Regions from separate parts of the Mus musculus genome. Here region 2 is linked to region 1. The links are chromatin contacts, called in public Hi-C maps. All regions are on one chromosome and are shown on one strand. Each heading gives the region's core, a stretch centred on a gene start, on an enhancer-like site or on the middle of the called end of the contact. The rest is flanking DNA. Distances are from core to core; before and after follow the strand shown. Region 1 has its middle 59 kb from the start of Gm40554. Region 2 overlaps Tdp1 (tyrosyl-DNA phosphodiesterase 1).

Region 1 (7,912 bases), core at 3,432-5,931:
ACAATTAAAACATTATACTCCACACTGGAACGTTATACTGAAGGTGATCTAAATGGCTCCTGGGCCATGGCCACTCATGATGTTGCCTGTAGACTAGACTATGTCTCTCATTCCTTTGAGAGAAGAGTTGTTTCTTTGGATGACACAATGCTGAGGGGCAGTTGTCTTTATCCACAGAGCCGTCTCACCTGCCTGAATGTGGCCTCTCTGAGATCAGGGTTGACTATTGAACCCTACTGGGGAGAGGTATATGACATTGTCATTGAATGCTGTACCAAGGTGTACTTTGCCAATATCTCCTTTCACGTTGCATCAGAGAGGAACATGCAATACTGTGTGGAGCAATCTCCATTGTGACATAAGACACCAATGAAGGATCAAGCCAGCTGTTCTCAGGACATTCTGAAAGAATGTTGGCATGGCAGTCTCCCTTCTCTTTCAACAACACATTTGGTTAATTTAAACCCTCCTGTCATGCTGGATAGCTGAAACCAAGTATCCTAGTGACCTAACATGTGTGTCTCAATTTCTTGTCTTACCTGAGTACTGGTATCAATCTGCCTTGCTGTTCAGTGTCCTCCAAACCCTTAGGAATGTGGCAATGGACAGCTCAAGTCCCACGTGTGACTTTTGCTCAAAGTGTCAAGTGTATATGGTGAGCCTGTGCTCTAAAGTCAACATGTTACTTGGTTTTCTAAACGGCTCAAGAGAAACTAAAAACTTCATCTCAAAGAACTTAATCTGCAACTGTATGGGTAGAATTATGAAAAAAATCTTATAAAATTATTAGAATTGTTTCATTGTGTGGGGTTCAAGAGAACACTGAGGCAGATCTCTGGGGAACAAGTTTACTAGAAAACTTATTAACACCATGGACAGACAGACACAGAGTCAGACAGCATGGCCTGATCTCTGGAGAGAAGAATCGGCACACACAGGCAAAGGCAGGCTCTCCTTTTAATGCCCTCGCACACAAGCACACAGCCGGGCTTTCTAATAGGAGGCAGGGAAGGGAACAGGGAACAGGATGTGTGGTGCCAATGCCCCCACTGATGTTAGCCCACTTCCCAAGTGAGAGATCCTGGCCCAGGATGTTAGTCAGCTAGGGATTCATAGACAGCATCTCAGGAGGATATCCAGAAGGTACCTCTGTCTGTGAGTTGAAGCTGCTGGAGCTATTCTGTCCCAAGAAGAAGCCTGAATCTCAGGCTTTTGGCCCTTGAAGAACATGATCACTCCGTTCGAATATCTGTCCTTTCCCATCACACAGCAGTCCTTCTTACCACTCCATTCTTAAATGAGTGTCCTTAGAATTTTAGGAAGCTGACACTGTACGGTTTGCTTAGTCTATTTTCAAGGTGTAGTCTCCATTCTTGGAGGGCCACTCCTTGAGACTGAGACTTAGGTCTAGTGATTCTGCCTCAAAGCTCTCCCTGGGGAAATCTTTCCGTATGCTTAGAAGTGGATGTGCCTGAACTTCACTGAAGAACAGAGGATAACAGTAAAATAAAAGTGTTCACAGTCATTAGAGCCACCCAAACTTAGTGGCTTAAATCATTGGTAATAAATGATTCTGACCCTGAACCTTCAATGTGGGCAGAGCCCAGCTCCGTCCCCAACAGCATTAGCTGAAGTGGCTCAAAAGCTAGCCTCCCCGCAAGTATTCAGCAGTAACTTATGACCTTTTTTTTTTTTTAACCTAAGATAATTTTACACAGCCTAGGTGTGCAGCTATATAAGACAGGTGCATAAATCAAACATTTACTGACAATAAACCACAGAGAGGTTCATTTTAAAACAATGCTTTGAGAGATACGTATGTGCAGCTTTGCCACTTATTAAACAGTAAAGCAATTTTGCACCCTACTGAGATGAATATGCTTGGTTATTTTTATATAAAGAATGAAATCTTGATAGCGCAGGATATAGTTCTTCAAAGCTTCTCAGAGTTCAGTGAAATTTTGATTTTAAAATTATCAATGCTGCAACTGCTGCTTCACATGAATATGTAGTGCACACGACACAATGACGTGCAGGGCCATTTCAGAATAAAATTGGGATTTGGAAGTCCTGTGCTATCCAAAACCAAGATTCACTTAATGGTTTTTAATGGAATTCATCATCAATTAAAAAAATCAAGTTTTAAAATCAAGCACTGGACAGGCGGGCAGTGGTGGTGCACGCTTTTAATCCCGGCACCTGGGAGGCAGAGACAGGCGGATTTCTGAGTTCAAAGCCAACCTGGTCTACAGAGATAGTTCTAGGATAGCCAGAGCTACACAGACAAACCCTGTTCTAAAAAGAAATTTTTTAAAAAAATCAGTTATAATTTAAGAAGTTGGAGGCTGGGGCACTTACACATTTTTTTTCCCTGCCACCAATGACTACCTCAAAGCATGGCTGCAAATGTCCTGAGACAGCAGAGTAGATGGACAGGGAGTTTTTATGATCTGTCTCAAAAGTTATGCGCACTTAGTGATGTCCCAATCTACCAACTGAAACTGGCACAAATCTCACCCAGGTTTGGGAGGGGCAGACATAGAGGAAGGATCCTAAGTTTACTTAGGAATGTGCAAAGAGAGGATCTTAGTTACGTAAGTGTGAGATGGAATGCATTTGGGCCAGCTGCTTTTAGAAATACAATCTGCCACTCCACTATCCAAAGTATAGGCTGCACAGACACAAAGACACGGACAGACAGACAGACAGACACACACACACACACACACACACACACACACACATACACACACCACACACACACACCAAGACAAAACAAAACAAAAAGCTGGGTGGTGGTGGCATACTACTTTAATTCCAGTATCCAGGAGGCAGAGGCAGGTGAATCTCTAAATTCAAGTCCAGCCTGATCCACAGAGCAAGTTCCAGGATAGCCAGGACTACCCTGAGGAACCCTGTCTTTAAAAACAAAATAAAAAACCTGTTGTATTATCTGTCGTTGCCAGTTTTAAAAAGCTGTAAAGGGGCAAGCATCCCTTCTCCAAACAGAAGTACAATTCCGTAGAGAATGAGGATGCTGTGTCTAAGAGGGTACCAAAGGGTTCATGTGGGTCTCTGTGTATGATGTGGTGATATTTCTCCCAGATGCAGAGAACATCTTCCTCCCACACAGAATGATGAAGGACAAGCACAAGAAGAAGATCTTAGCATCTTTCTGTCTCATAAAGAAAGGAAGGGAGGGAGGGAGGGAGGGAGGGAGGGAGGGAGGGAGGGAGGGAGGGGGAGAGAGAGAGAGAGAGAGAGAGAGAGAGAGAGAGAGAGAGAGAGAGAGAGAGAGAGACCTGTTTCTACCATCCCAGGACTTTAATTGCAAAACTCTGTTGTTGGGGGCACACTTTGTTTTCTCCAGGCTCCGGGCCCCAGGCTCTGGCCCCCAGGCTCCCGTGCGCACACAGATGCTTTTCGTGTCCCCTCTTCATCAGCAGCGTGGTGGCTGAAGGAGCACCTGGACTTGAGAAGGCTGGGTGCTCTCTGAATGACTTTAGTTGAAATGCTTCACTGTGCTTCAGTTTCCTTCCGTGAACAATGATGCTAATCACAAGGCTTGCAACATTTTGTAAACAGCGAATGTGCTGGTTCCTGGAGCTCCTTTACACTTGACAAGTGCTTTAAAATTGTTACTTGCACCAGGTCCAGATTTATTTGTGAACACCCCCAGGATATACCTACCAGGGACAGATCCTTATGACTGGGCTGTCTCTTCTTTCGTTGTTACAGACAGATACCAATAATACTGCTCTGGGTGTGCTCCTATTCTGCAAACAGACCAGGAAGAGGCTGGAAACCGATTGAGTAAGGAGAAGTAGAAAAATCAAGGTTCTCTGATTGGATATGAATTCTCTTTCCAAATCCCCATCTTTCCTGGGCCTTTCTCAGGCTAAAGCTCCTCACTCTGTGAAGATGTCTCCGAATGGAGAAGCAAGGAGTACTCAAAGCTTCATCTTCTCCTAATGGAGAATGGCTTGGGTTTTTACCTTTGTTAACTGGGCGACCTTGAGCAGTCCTCCATCCCCCACTGCCGCTATAAGTTAAAGGTCCCTATAGCTCTTTTATCGCTGGAGTTTAACATATGTCTACCTGCGGGGAGGGGGGCGTTTCCATAGCAACAGAAGTGCGGGATGTTAAGTCTCCCTTTCTAGTATCCAGAACCCAGCCTACATAGGGACCTCCTAAACCTGGGGAATATTTATGCTGAGGCAGAGCCCCCTGGGGCGATTCCTGGAATCACCAAGCTTGGATCAGGGTGCTACACATTGGCTAGCGAAAGATCCCGAAGGTAGAAAGAGTGGTTCTTGCTGCAGACGCGGTCCATGTCTGTCTGTCTGGGCATGTCTCAGGGGCTGGGAGTTATATCTCATCTCCTGACTCCGGGAAAACGCATGATCTGGCATGATGAGAGACTCTCTGGGGACTTTTGCTTTTTGTTTTCCTCGTTTTTTGAGACCAGAGAGCTCAAACCATTGGGGTACATGTTGACGGCTAGACTGCAGCCTCTGATGATAACTGTCCCTTTGCATAAGTCCTCTGCACCTCGGGGTAGAAACAGCTCCACCAGGGGGCAGTGCAAAGAAAAATTCGATATGGGGACCAGAGGAGATGTCCTAAGCCAAGCATCCTAACTAGGCTCCTGGCTGAGCAGCGCGACAACCCCAGCGGGTGGAGTCGCAGCGCTTTGATGTCGCGCGGCCACACGGTGGCGCTGCCGCACCGCCCTCCAGCAGACGACACAGGGCTAGGCATGCCCCAGGCAGGGACAGGCCAGGGGTACAGAGCAGGCACCTCAACTCTCCCCTTGATGGCCAGTCTTGGGACGCAGTGTCCACCTTTATGCCTTGCGACACATTCGTGACCCTGCCCTTGAGCCTCATGGAGGTCGGGAAGCTGAGGCTGAAAGGATTAGGAATCCTGGGGCTTAGCTTCAATGGCTAAACCTCTGACAAGGCCTTTTTCCTAAAAGGAAAAGAAGAGAGCTGTAAGAGAAAAGAGCCGTTAGGATTTATTCCCAGGGGTTCCTAGAAACTGCCACAGCCTGCGAGGTCAAAGTTAAACCATTTTGTACGGAGCATGAGAGAGAGAGAGTCGATGCTTGCTCCAGCAGCAGTGAGCAGAGCTGACGGCCAATGCCGGCTATCTGCAGCCAGGTCTGTGGACATCCCACCACAGAACCTTACTCCCAGTTGTCAGTCACCTAAGAAGAAGGAAAAGAAACCCCCAAATTCCTTCTTTCCATCCTTAGAAGTAGGAAAGTAGAAACACCTTTAACTTGGTTCTGATCTTGAAGACCAACAAGGGAAGTCAATGACTTTGGGGGTGACTGCAGCAAGACAGAAGAAGGAACACAGAGCCCTGAATCAGTGCCCCGGGCAGGTTCTCTTACCTAAAGATGGTGGTCTCAGCGAAATGAATGGTCGTTAAGTCACTGTGCTTGGAGGCACAGGGCTGTGATGGTATGCCATTACTGTAAATGAATTCAAGAGACGGATTGCTTTATCTTAAAAGCTCACAGTTTTCAAGGTTTCAAGTCTATAGCTGGTTGGTTCTGTGGTAAGACAAAATCATGGTGGGAGTACACAAAGTAGGAGGCCTGTTAACCTCATCGTGTCTGGGAAACAGGGCAGAAAGTATATTCCCAATGCCTTCTTCAAGGGCATGCCCCTAATAGCTTCACCAGGTCCCTACCTCTCAGTAGTGCAATGGGTGGGAACCAAGCCTTTAACACATGGGCCTTTGGCTGACACCAACAGTCCAACAGAGAGCAAGGGAGGTGATCAGCTATTTGGTCTGGTACCGCACCATAACTGATTGCAGAATTAACTAACTACAGCATCTGATCGGGTAATAAGATCCTTGGTTACGTAGGTATGATAGGCAGTGTCGACTGTCAACTTGATAGGCTGTAGAATCGCCCAGGAGACAGGCCCCCAAGAACACCTGCAAGGGATTATCTTTGATTAGGTTAACCAAGGGGAAGGCTTGCCCTAATAGTGGGCAGTACCACTCCTTGGCTTAGGCCCTGGTTGCATATAAAGGAGAAAGCTAGCTGAGCAGGATCGCCCACACTCCTCTGCTTCCTGCCTGCTGAGGCACTGTGACCAGCTTGCTCAAGCCCAGACTGTACCCTGGAACTGAGAGCCAAGACAGGCCCTTTCTCCATGAAGTTACTTTTGCCAAGATATTTTATTACAGCAATAGAAGTAGGAGAGTGGCTAACGCAGTAGGAGAAAGGAGGTTTCAGGTAGAAAAAGAACCCAAGTGCTAAACACAAGACAAGTCATGATACTCTGAGGATGCTTTCTGCAAAGCATAGATGTGTGTGTGTGTGTGTGTGTGTGTGTGTGCATACATACATATACATATATACATAAACACATATATGTGTGCATATGTACATGTATGTATATATACATGTATGTATATATATGTGTGTGTGTGCATGTATACATAGACATGCGCATATATACATATATAAGCACACACAGGCCATCTGCACACCATTAGCACCACCCTCTTTATCAAGAAAAATAAGCTTAAATAGTTCTTAGCACACTGTCTGAGGAGGGCTTAGAATGCAATTTTCAAAGCTCAAAATCTGTCATAAGTTTACTTTCTCTGAGTTGGACACCATTCAGAGCTAACACAGACACACATTCACACTCACACACACACACATTCACACACACAACTCTTCTGTCTACGCTGCAATGTCCTTAGGTAACTATGCACACTCTCTTACCATGGTAAGGTAACTATCTTACCATGTATTTCCTCAGAGAGTTGCTAGAGTCTGCCTGACCATTTGCACCCTCTCTTCCCGAGTCATGTCTTTATTACATCAAGGAGGTCAGGCTAAAACTTCATTCCCACTCACATCTCCAATAATCCCTTGAGGGGACTTCTTGTACCTTTGCCACCACTTTGTTCCATTCTGGGGCTGAGTTTACAGCCAAGTCCCTTCTGGGTTTGATCTCGCTCCATGGTGCTGCTGAATGCTTAAATCTTTGCTATCGAGCACCCATTTCCAGAAGTCCTTCACTCCAGGACACTGCCGCAGGCTGTGTCTCTCTTAGCTAGGCGCTCTCATCTCCTTGCTGACTTCTCTCAGCCCCTGGTTCTGCACATCCCATGGGTTCCCTTCAGCATCCTCATCTCACCTCACCTCCACCTGCTGTCTGGTCTTCCCCTCATCAAGCGGTCCCAGGTTGTTAACCAATGTGTGCACCCCTCCGCTCTCCCCTCGCTCTGTGCTTTGCTCCAAGGCAGTGGTTCTCAACCTGTGGGTCCCAACCAAACTGGGGGTAGGGAAAGGGGTCGAATGTCAGATGTCCTGTGATTTCAGATAATTTACGCTGTGATTCATAACAGTAGCATAATTACAGCTATGAAGTAGTAGTAAGCAGTTTTACGGTTGGGGTCACCACAACATGAGGAACTGGATTAAAGAGTGGCAGTGTTAGGAATGGCTGCTCCAGAGCTTTTTATGACTAACATAAACAAACACACAAATATACAGGGACGCACACAGAAAGTCTGTGTGTGTGTGTGTGTGTGTGTGTGTGTGTGTGTCTGGCCAACTCATTAAAAAAGAAAAAAGAAAAACCTCCTTTCTCTTCTCCAACCACACACAAGCCTGATCCGAGTATCCCTTTGCTGAAATCTCCCAGCATCTTTCTACTGGCCTGTGCACATCTCAGTTGCCATGGTTACCAGGCTCTCGGGGACCTGCCTCTGCGCCCTCCATTTCATACGAATCTACCACTTGCCCACAGCACCACCCCAGCTATTCATCCCCAGCCACTTGGTGTTCTCTGAATGAGCCCAGCTCAGCTCCTCGTCTGTACTGCTCTTTAACAGCTCTATCCTCGTGGAGACCTCGAGCCTCTCTCTCCACTCT
Region 2 (7,912 bases), core at 1,527-4,026, 820 kb after region 1:
CTGATAATCCTAGCCAACCCCTGTTCAACTCTAAAAGGGGATTACAACCACAGGTTGAGAACCACTGCTCCAGTGGGAGATGCAGGAGAACTGTGGCCCTGTCCTGTCCTGCTGAAGTGCCTTTCCATATTGAGTGTTTCTGGTAATAGCAGTCATCCGGGAATCAGTTGGCTGTGTATTTAGTGCAAGGGGCTGGAAACAAGGGGCTCAAATACTTTGTCTGAGTTCTGCCTCAGCTCTAGGTCTGGGTATATGACTGTGCCTTGGCTACTGTAGTAACATTTATAGATGGAAAACTTTTTTCTTTTTTAGACTGGGCAGCTTAAATAACAGACATCTAGGAAGCCAGAGTCAGGTCACGGTACAGGTCACTCTGGTTCTTGGTAAAGACTCTGCTCGTGCCTTGTGGTTGCTGTGTTCTCCCAGTATTCTTCATGGTAGAGAAGTGAGGGTCCACTAGCACTCTGGTCTCAGTGAGGACTCTGATTGTATTGGAGACCCACATACGCCACCAAGTCTGTCTCACTAAACACTGACCCTCTTGGCTCTGCCCTTTGATGTGTGAGTTGGAGGGTGGGGATGACACACAGGCTCATTCCATGATGTTCATTCTGGCTTTGTCACTTCCCATTTGGTTAAATCTAACTTGTTCGTGTATAAAATGGATTCCTAGTGGCATCGGTACAGCGTTTGAAAGAGTTGGTCCATTAGCCCAAAAAGAAGCATGCGCTAAAGATTATCTGCTGAAGTTGCTTTTATCCCTGTTGTTTGTGCCTTAGTCTGGCCTGAAGCATGTAACTTGTAGCCAACTAAACTCGGGAGCCAGTTCTCCTAGCCACTGTGCTTTCTCAGTTAAAAATGAGCTGGTAAAATGATTGTGTAGTTTTACAGATGTGAAATACAGTTCCTAACTTTCTTCTCTAGTCAAACAGCACAAATGCATGCTGGTCCTCATGTATTTCCCCAAGCTTCGTGGGTCTGCTAGGAGCCTCTGCAGACTGCCTGCTACCCACTTCATAGTCCAGTTGTCCATGTCTCCCCTGGCAGCCAGTCCCATCCTTCCATCCTATGGTTGGGAAAGGACACTGTTTACATAGATGTATTGCTTACAACAAAAGACCTCTTTCCTAAGCACTTAGGCATATTTTCTCATTCTCCCTAACAACTAAATCTCATAACAATAGCCCACTTTAATCAGGCAAAAGCAAAGTCATAGAACATAAGTTATTTTCCAAAGTCAGGCAAATTGTGAGGCAGGATTTGAGGCCAGGCAGTGTATTCCTAAACTGATCACTCAGCGACTTGTTTGTTCCATAGCCATTCTTTCTGGCATATCCTGCTTGACTTGGGTCTCTTGTGCTAGATGTTAGATAAAATGTTTACCCTCGACATACCGGCACTTATAAAACTCATTCTGGATTACAAGGTGGGCTTGGCGGTGTTTATCTCCAGCTTCTGCTGCCTTTGTATGAAACTTTCTCTTTCAACTTAGCATCATGATGTCTTTATGTTGCCACCAATTCCATGCTGTTTAAATCTGTTCTTAAAACTCTGTTCATGCTAACTTTCTTGGGAGCCAAATATCTTATTTAAAACTTTGTTTGGGATCACATTTATATTTTTTGGCAACTAAAAGATTAGGTTTCCCACTTATAACTTCTGTAATTAAAAATGTAATATGTATTAAATCATATTAGGTAACACCCACCCCACCCCCAAGCCCCCAACCAAAGTATTTTAAATGAGCCTGCTGCATACTGTAATAAAAGCTGTGTTCTGTTTGTCCAATAGAGGGCAGTCAAACAGTTTTGTTTTGTTTTGTTTTGTTTTGTTTTGTTTTGTTTTGTTTTGTTTTTAAAGAGTTGCCTTGTTCCCTTCCCCATTTAATTTTCGGTAGACAGGAAAATTAAGCATTTAAGTGCAACTTTTTAAAATAAATTACTTTTTTCCTATCCTAGGCAAAGTTGGATATTGCATTTGGAACACACCACACGTAAGCAACTTTTATGAAGTGGGGGAAGGTATGGTTTTAATTGGTCAAAGGACATAATCAAGGAGCTCTCTGTCAGCATGGAAGCGTGTGATCTGTGCCTCGGAGGCCTCTGCCTATTGCTTAGGACATCTGCCAAGGCCATTGGCAGACAGAATTCAAGAGTAGTTCTGTGGTCATAGACAACTCTGCGTGCTAAGTCAGGGCTTGTGACAGACCTGCTTTTAAAAGTTCTGTCATTTGGCAAGAATGAATTACATTGAATAGTCTATTATTAGTCAGCCCCATACTCTGATAAAGGAAAACTGATTTTATGGAAAGTTGCCAGTCTGCAAGGCTCCAGTGAACTCCTCTGAGATGGCTCAGGAGAAATTGGCCCACCTCTTCCTCTCACGTGAGCCAGTGACAGCTCGATTTATTTTTAACTTAGTTTCATAGCCTCTCACCAAGTACTTTTAGGGTTATTCGGCTTTTCAAGTGGAAAAAACAACAAAATGCAGTTGTCTTTACTTTAATATTTTTACAAATCACATTTCTCTTGAGGGGATTTGGCAAAAGACTGTGACAGAAGATGGCTGTTCTCTCTTTTAATCCAGGAGTGGAAGTTTGGGCCTTGCTGCCCCCAGAGAGGAAGCAGTGTGCTAGGGGTAGTGGCCGTCCTCGGTCTGGCCTGACGCTGCTTCCTGCTGAAGCTGAGATGGAAAGTGACAGTATTGTGGCTGCCTTTCTCTCTGTGTGCATACAGCAGTATTTTTGCCAGTCTGTTGTGAAAAGGAGCCAGACTGGAAGCAGTTAGGCACGAAGTGATAGTTCCATTCTCTGACTTGTCCTGGGTAACATCTACAGGCCACCCCTAATTGGTAGCTTTTGTCCACTAAGGGACAAAAGAGAATTTAGAGTGAACTCAAGTACTGACTCATGCATAAAATACTCATTTTCTAGCTCTGAGCACACAAGATGCCAATTTCAGCTCAGAATACAGATTGCTGTCAGTGGGGGCAGCTTAGCCTTAATGCAAAGCACCACACAGGAAATCCTTGTCTCTCGCCCTTAGCTGAGACCCCAGGATAAATACATTCTTGATTCTAGAAGGCCCTCTGCCAGCCCTGTCACCATTTGGGCCCCGGTATGATTTGTTGGGCCACTGGTGCCCGATTCTTGTGCTGAGCACGTGGTCTGCGCTGTGTAATGAGCTTCACAGGGGAAAAGTTCCGATGTCCCTCTGGGCTAGCAAGCAATGGAGAGCTTGTCGGTCATGCTGTCACCCCCGGGAGAGACTTGCGGGGTCAGAAGACTGCCTCAGACGCTGGCTTGGTGATGCTTCCCTGTGAATGCAGCAGGGAAGGAGCAAAGGGGAAGCTCCCCTTTGTTTAATCATATCAAAATTATTTGGTTCTTTTAATATCACACACCGGAAAGCAGAGACCTAGGATAAATGAGTTTACGTTCCTTGGGGATGAACATGGGGCTAGAGATCATTTTTAACCTTAGTTTTTAATTTGTTCTTGTTTGCTCAGTGCTACAGTTGATTCATTATTTCCTTGGCCCCGTTCAACCCTTGCTCCTTAGAGCAGCTCACACATGCACATTCTGTAGGTTAAATCTAATAGCTCACAATCCAGAGACGTCAGTGGAGTGGAACCCTCCCCAGCCAGAGAGTATCCAGGGTTTACGTTTTTGCTGGAACATCAGGATCTTGTAAAGGATTGAGATCATGTCTGGAGATTTTAGTTTATTATTTTAAAAATTAGGAGGCCGAGCTAGAAGCAGGAGTTCAAGGACAGTCTACGTGAGATCCTACCTCGCCGAAAATTATCCAAGCAATCCCTGTAATGTCACTGAGTCTCAAGTCGGTCATCCTTGTCCTTGTAGCTTTTCACCTCTGAGTGAGAGCACGAAGCATGGGAGATAGAGAAGGGGAAAGCCTCAGCTCACAGTGATGTGATAACAACTCTCCTCCCAGCCAGCAGGGACAACAGTCACTGTGAGGCAGGTTCTGGGGTGACACACACCTGAGCGATGTACTGACCAGGCATTGGCTGGGTACCACGCACAGGGCACAATAGAAATAGTCAGGATTTCACTCCATCTACAGATGTGGTCTGTCCAGCATCTCCAGGGTGCACAGTGGTTCCAGGCATGATGTGTCACACAATGCTTTAGAATGGGAAAGTTCTCTGGTTTGCCCCAGAGTTGGGCAGTACCTCTGAGGGCTCTGAGATCAATAGGGAGAAACAAAGCAGCTGAATGGACAATGTCCTCATGTAAGCAGGAGCCAGCCATAGCCTGCAGGGAGGGGCATGCTTCCCGCCTACTGCTCCAGCTGCTCCTCTGTCTCACCAAGGCCGCATCTCCCACTCACTTTCTAGTACTGAAAATTTTGACCATCCCACCTCCAGCCATGTCAGTACACACAGTGCCCTGGCTTGTGGGCATGTGTGAGTTCATGCTCATTGTGACTCAGATAGTCCTTTTCCTCCAGCTCAGGCTCTGCACTTGTGTAAAGTGAAAATGCTTTGCTCTGTCAGTAGCGTGTGGCTGCGAGACGTCTCACAGGAAATTCTCAGCTCCCAGGCATGGATCCTAAAGGCTTCTTGCCTCGCAAGCACAGCAGCTGGCATTGTGGGAAAGTGAAGAGCCTTCCCTAAGGATGACGCTTCCAAGCCTGTTCACCTCACAGCCTTTCTAGGCTACAAGGCTGCCATGACCCACGTCATCCGGGAATTGACAGGCCAGGCTCTAAGGTGAACAAGAAAGAAATGTGGAGACTGTGACCATTGTGGAAACCGCACCAGTGGTGGTTGTGGGCATTGTGGGATATGTTGAAACCCCACAAGGCCTCCGGACCTTCACGACTATATTTGCTGAGCATATCAGTGATGAGTGTAAAAGTCAGTTCTCACGTCACCTGAGTTACACAGATGAGTAGTAAGCAGCAGAAGACAAGAGTCACACACTTGAGAAGCGACACTCTAGTTCTGGAGAGAAGATGTAAAGTCCCTTAGTAGCTATGCTTAGGGACTCAGAAAGCCCTGGTGGGCAGAGAAGACTCAGCCCAGTTCCAACTGAGAGGACTTACTTCAAGCCCAGATACAGAGCGGTGACAAGGGTGGCACATGGAATACATGTCTGACCAGGACAGGGCATCAGACATCATCCAGTCTTCAAACTGTAACCGACAATAAGAAATAACATTTTATACCTTCAGTATGTGACCGCACAGCCACGGGCTAACGCAAAGGCTTCCTGGACTGATACTTTCAAAATATGCTGCATATATTTCCATTGTTTGAAACGTGCTAGCCTGTTACACAGCAGAAGATTCTACTCCTACCTTGCTTGCAAAACACAGGGCAAAGATGTCCCTGTGGTCCTTCATAGTGAAATTATAGCCATGGATACTACGGGACCGGTGAAGGGATGTGAGCTCATGCCCCCAGGTGTTGGGAGCCTTTTCGAAAGATAGCTTTTTATGTGTCTCCTTAGATTTTTGGAAGGCAGTGTGTAGAGGGGAGTTTATAATCACTAAAAGTTTGAGTAACACAAGAGGCTAAGCATGCATCCCTCCAGCTGTTGCCCTGCATTCTCACTAGATAATCTGCTTATTTGGAAAATTCTGTTCCTGATAGTTTTTTCTCCCCTCCCTCTCTTTGAAGGAAAATGATGCTCTTGCTCTATGAAGAAGGCCTCCGAGTTGTCATCCACACCTCCAACCTCATCCGGGAAGACTGGCACCAGAAAACCCAAGGGTTCGTAGGGCCGTGCACTGCATGGCTGTCGCTTATGCTGGGAAGGGGCCACGACAAGTGTGACTCACATGCCTCCTCTTTGTTTTTCTGCTTGTACAAGTGTAGAAAAGAGGCATACCAGAAAGAGTTATAGTTCTTTAGCAGTGCACAGTGACTGCCCTACCTGAGCCACACCTCCACCCCCACAGTCCTCTCCCACTCCCTGGCCTCCATCCCACTCTCTTGAAGTAGCCAGTGTTATCAGCCTGGTGCAGAATCACCTGTAACCATCCCTGATACATAGGAATAATTGTATAGATGTTTTGTAAAATTTACTTGGCATCTCTTCTATTGTTTGAGAATTTCACACATACATATAATGTTTTCATGTTGGGGTTGGTTTGTGTGTTTGTTTTTATCACATCTGCTGCTAGGTACACCAGGCTAGCCAGCACACACGTTTCTGGAGATTGTCCTGTCTCCACCTCCCGTCTTGCCATGGGAGCACTGAGATCATAGGTGTGAGTCACCTCGCCTGGTGTTAACGTGGAGTCTGAGGATGCAGAGGGAGGTCCTCACACTTGACCAAGTTCTTTAACCATTATGTCATCTCCCCAGCCCCACTGAGCCATTTCACCATCCAGAGGCTTTGTTTTTAAGAGGACATTTTGAGGGACGTGTCCAACTCAAATGGCGCTACCTCTCTCCTCCTTGGTTAATAGCTTTACTTCTCTTTCTTTCATTGAAGCCTTCCTGGGAGAGCGCTGGCTAGTGGCCTTCTCTCTCATGGAACATGCAGGCATTTGTATCACTTTGTTCGGGTTCCCAGCATGCTCCACTGCTGCTCTCCCTGCTATCATCTCCAGGGTTACTTAGCCTGGGCCAGAGCTGCTCTACATTGTCTCACTCTGACAGGCCCCTGATCCTCAGCAACCCCATGGGTTGAGCTGAAATAAAGGGCCTTCCAGCTCATCCTCCGGACCTGCTTTGACCTCCGTGGGGCTCAGTTTCCCATAGTCCTCTTAAACTATGCTTCTCAGGGTAGTGTTAGCCTGATTCCTGCAGGATCAAAGGAGTCTCTGCTTTGTCTCTAAAAAACCTTGGCCACAAGACTTGTTCTTGGTTGCCATCTCATCCCTTCAACTAGCCACCCCCACCCCCACTTCTTTTTCTTAATTTTAGATAGAATCTTTTATGTAACTCATGCTGGCTGGGAAATCACTGTGTGGCTATGTAACCCTAACTGGTCTTGAACTCTTGATCTTTTTGCTTTGCCTTCCAAGTGTTGGCTACCAGGACTTTGTTGATCTGCTGAGTCCTTTGTCCATTCTGCCCCACTGCCCAAGGAGATCTTAAGCCACGCCTCTCTGAGCTGCTGCCTGGGCCTGGGGACTCCTACTCAGCCCTGTTAGGGAAATATGTGGAATTTAGATAAGTGTGTTCATAGGGAAACAGGGATTATGAAACCAAACAGATTTATAAAGGTGACATACACACACACCATTCTTAGGTGGCTCTCAGAATCTTGCCAGCTCATTCTGGAGTTGTGAACTTGAACTTATGGGCAGCAGTGCTTCCTGAGGCTTCTCAAGTGATTGCCATGAGAAAGGCTAGGGAAAGTAGGGGTGTGGCTGGTACTTTATTCATTTCTTTAAAAAGAAATCTAAAAAAGCATATTACCTAGACTGTGTAGTTCAAACTCAGAGTAAATATGCCATTTCCCTCCATCTCACCTCTCCCAGCCACCTTAGTACAAAGCCCTGTTAACACAAAGCCCTGTTGCCCTTGGCTTTGTCTGTTCTTCTTCTAATTTGCAGTTTCACACTGTGATTAAAACAACAAAAGGGGACTGGAGAGACCTGCTACTCGCTCTTCATGCAGAAGTCCTAGGTCAGGTTCCCAGCTCCCATATGACGTCTCACAACCATCTGGATTCTCTGTCCAGTTCCAGGGGATCCAACACACATACACACATACAAATGCTCAGACACATAAAATAAGAAAATCTTTTTTTAAAAAAAAACCCTTTACGGACGCAGACGCTCGTGAACAGTCCTCCTTTGTTGAAGCCTCAGCTGCGCTCCCGCTACTGTGTAGATGTTCTAGCTCTCCATCTCAGCTGTGCCTTCAACACCTGCTGAGGCCATGGGTTTCAAATCATCCTCTGGCTCGGGAGTTGGATTAGCAGGTAAGA

What was found. A called contact is a pair of places that touch in the nucleus more often than the background predicts.
Region 2: a contact with region 1 is called in a Hi-C map of cerebral cortex, with 2.3 times the contacts expected there. The contact joins two enhancer-like sites. A contact is called at or near these places in 3 of 15 datasets of contacts at CTCF or cohesin (large pre-B cells, pro-B cells and stem cell-derived epiblast-like cells), 34 of 484 Hi-C or Micro-C datasets (B cells, CD4 T cells, CD8 T cells and 29 more), 5 of 115 datasets of contacts at active chromatin or transcription factors (SST interneurons, astrocytes, embryonic basal ganglia and 2 more) and 2 of 9 other capture datasets (embryonic stem cells and liver).

What each region holds. Positions count from the first base shown.
Region 1 is chr12:99,079,685-99,087,596 of GRCm38.p6, forward strand. No RefSeq gene overlaps it. Among named protein-coding and RNA genes, the nearest start is that of Gm40554, 59 kb to the left of the region's middle. Within about 2 kb of position 4,682, at least 41 of the 459 cell types and tissues checked have an H3K27ac peak or open chromatin away from gene starts, as enhancers often do. A contact at or near this core is called in cerebral cortex and stem cell-derived neural stem cells, where this site is marked.
Region 2 is chr12:99,900,390-99,908,301 of GRCm38.p6, forward strand. Tdp1 (tyrosyl-DNA phosphodiesterase 1) reads left to right here. Exons shown (of 16, transcript NM_028354.5): 6 at 1,959-1,993; 7 at 5,647-5,739. Among named protein-coding and RNA genes, the nearest start is that of Tdp1, 20 kb to the left of the region's middle. Within about 2 kb of position 2,777, at least 83 of the 459 cell types and tissues checked have an H3K27ac peak or open chromatin away from gene starts, as enhancers often do. A contact at or near this core is called in cerebral cortex and stem cell-derived neural stem cells, where this site is marked.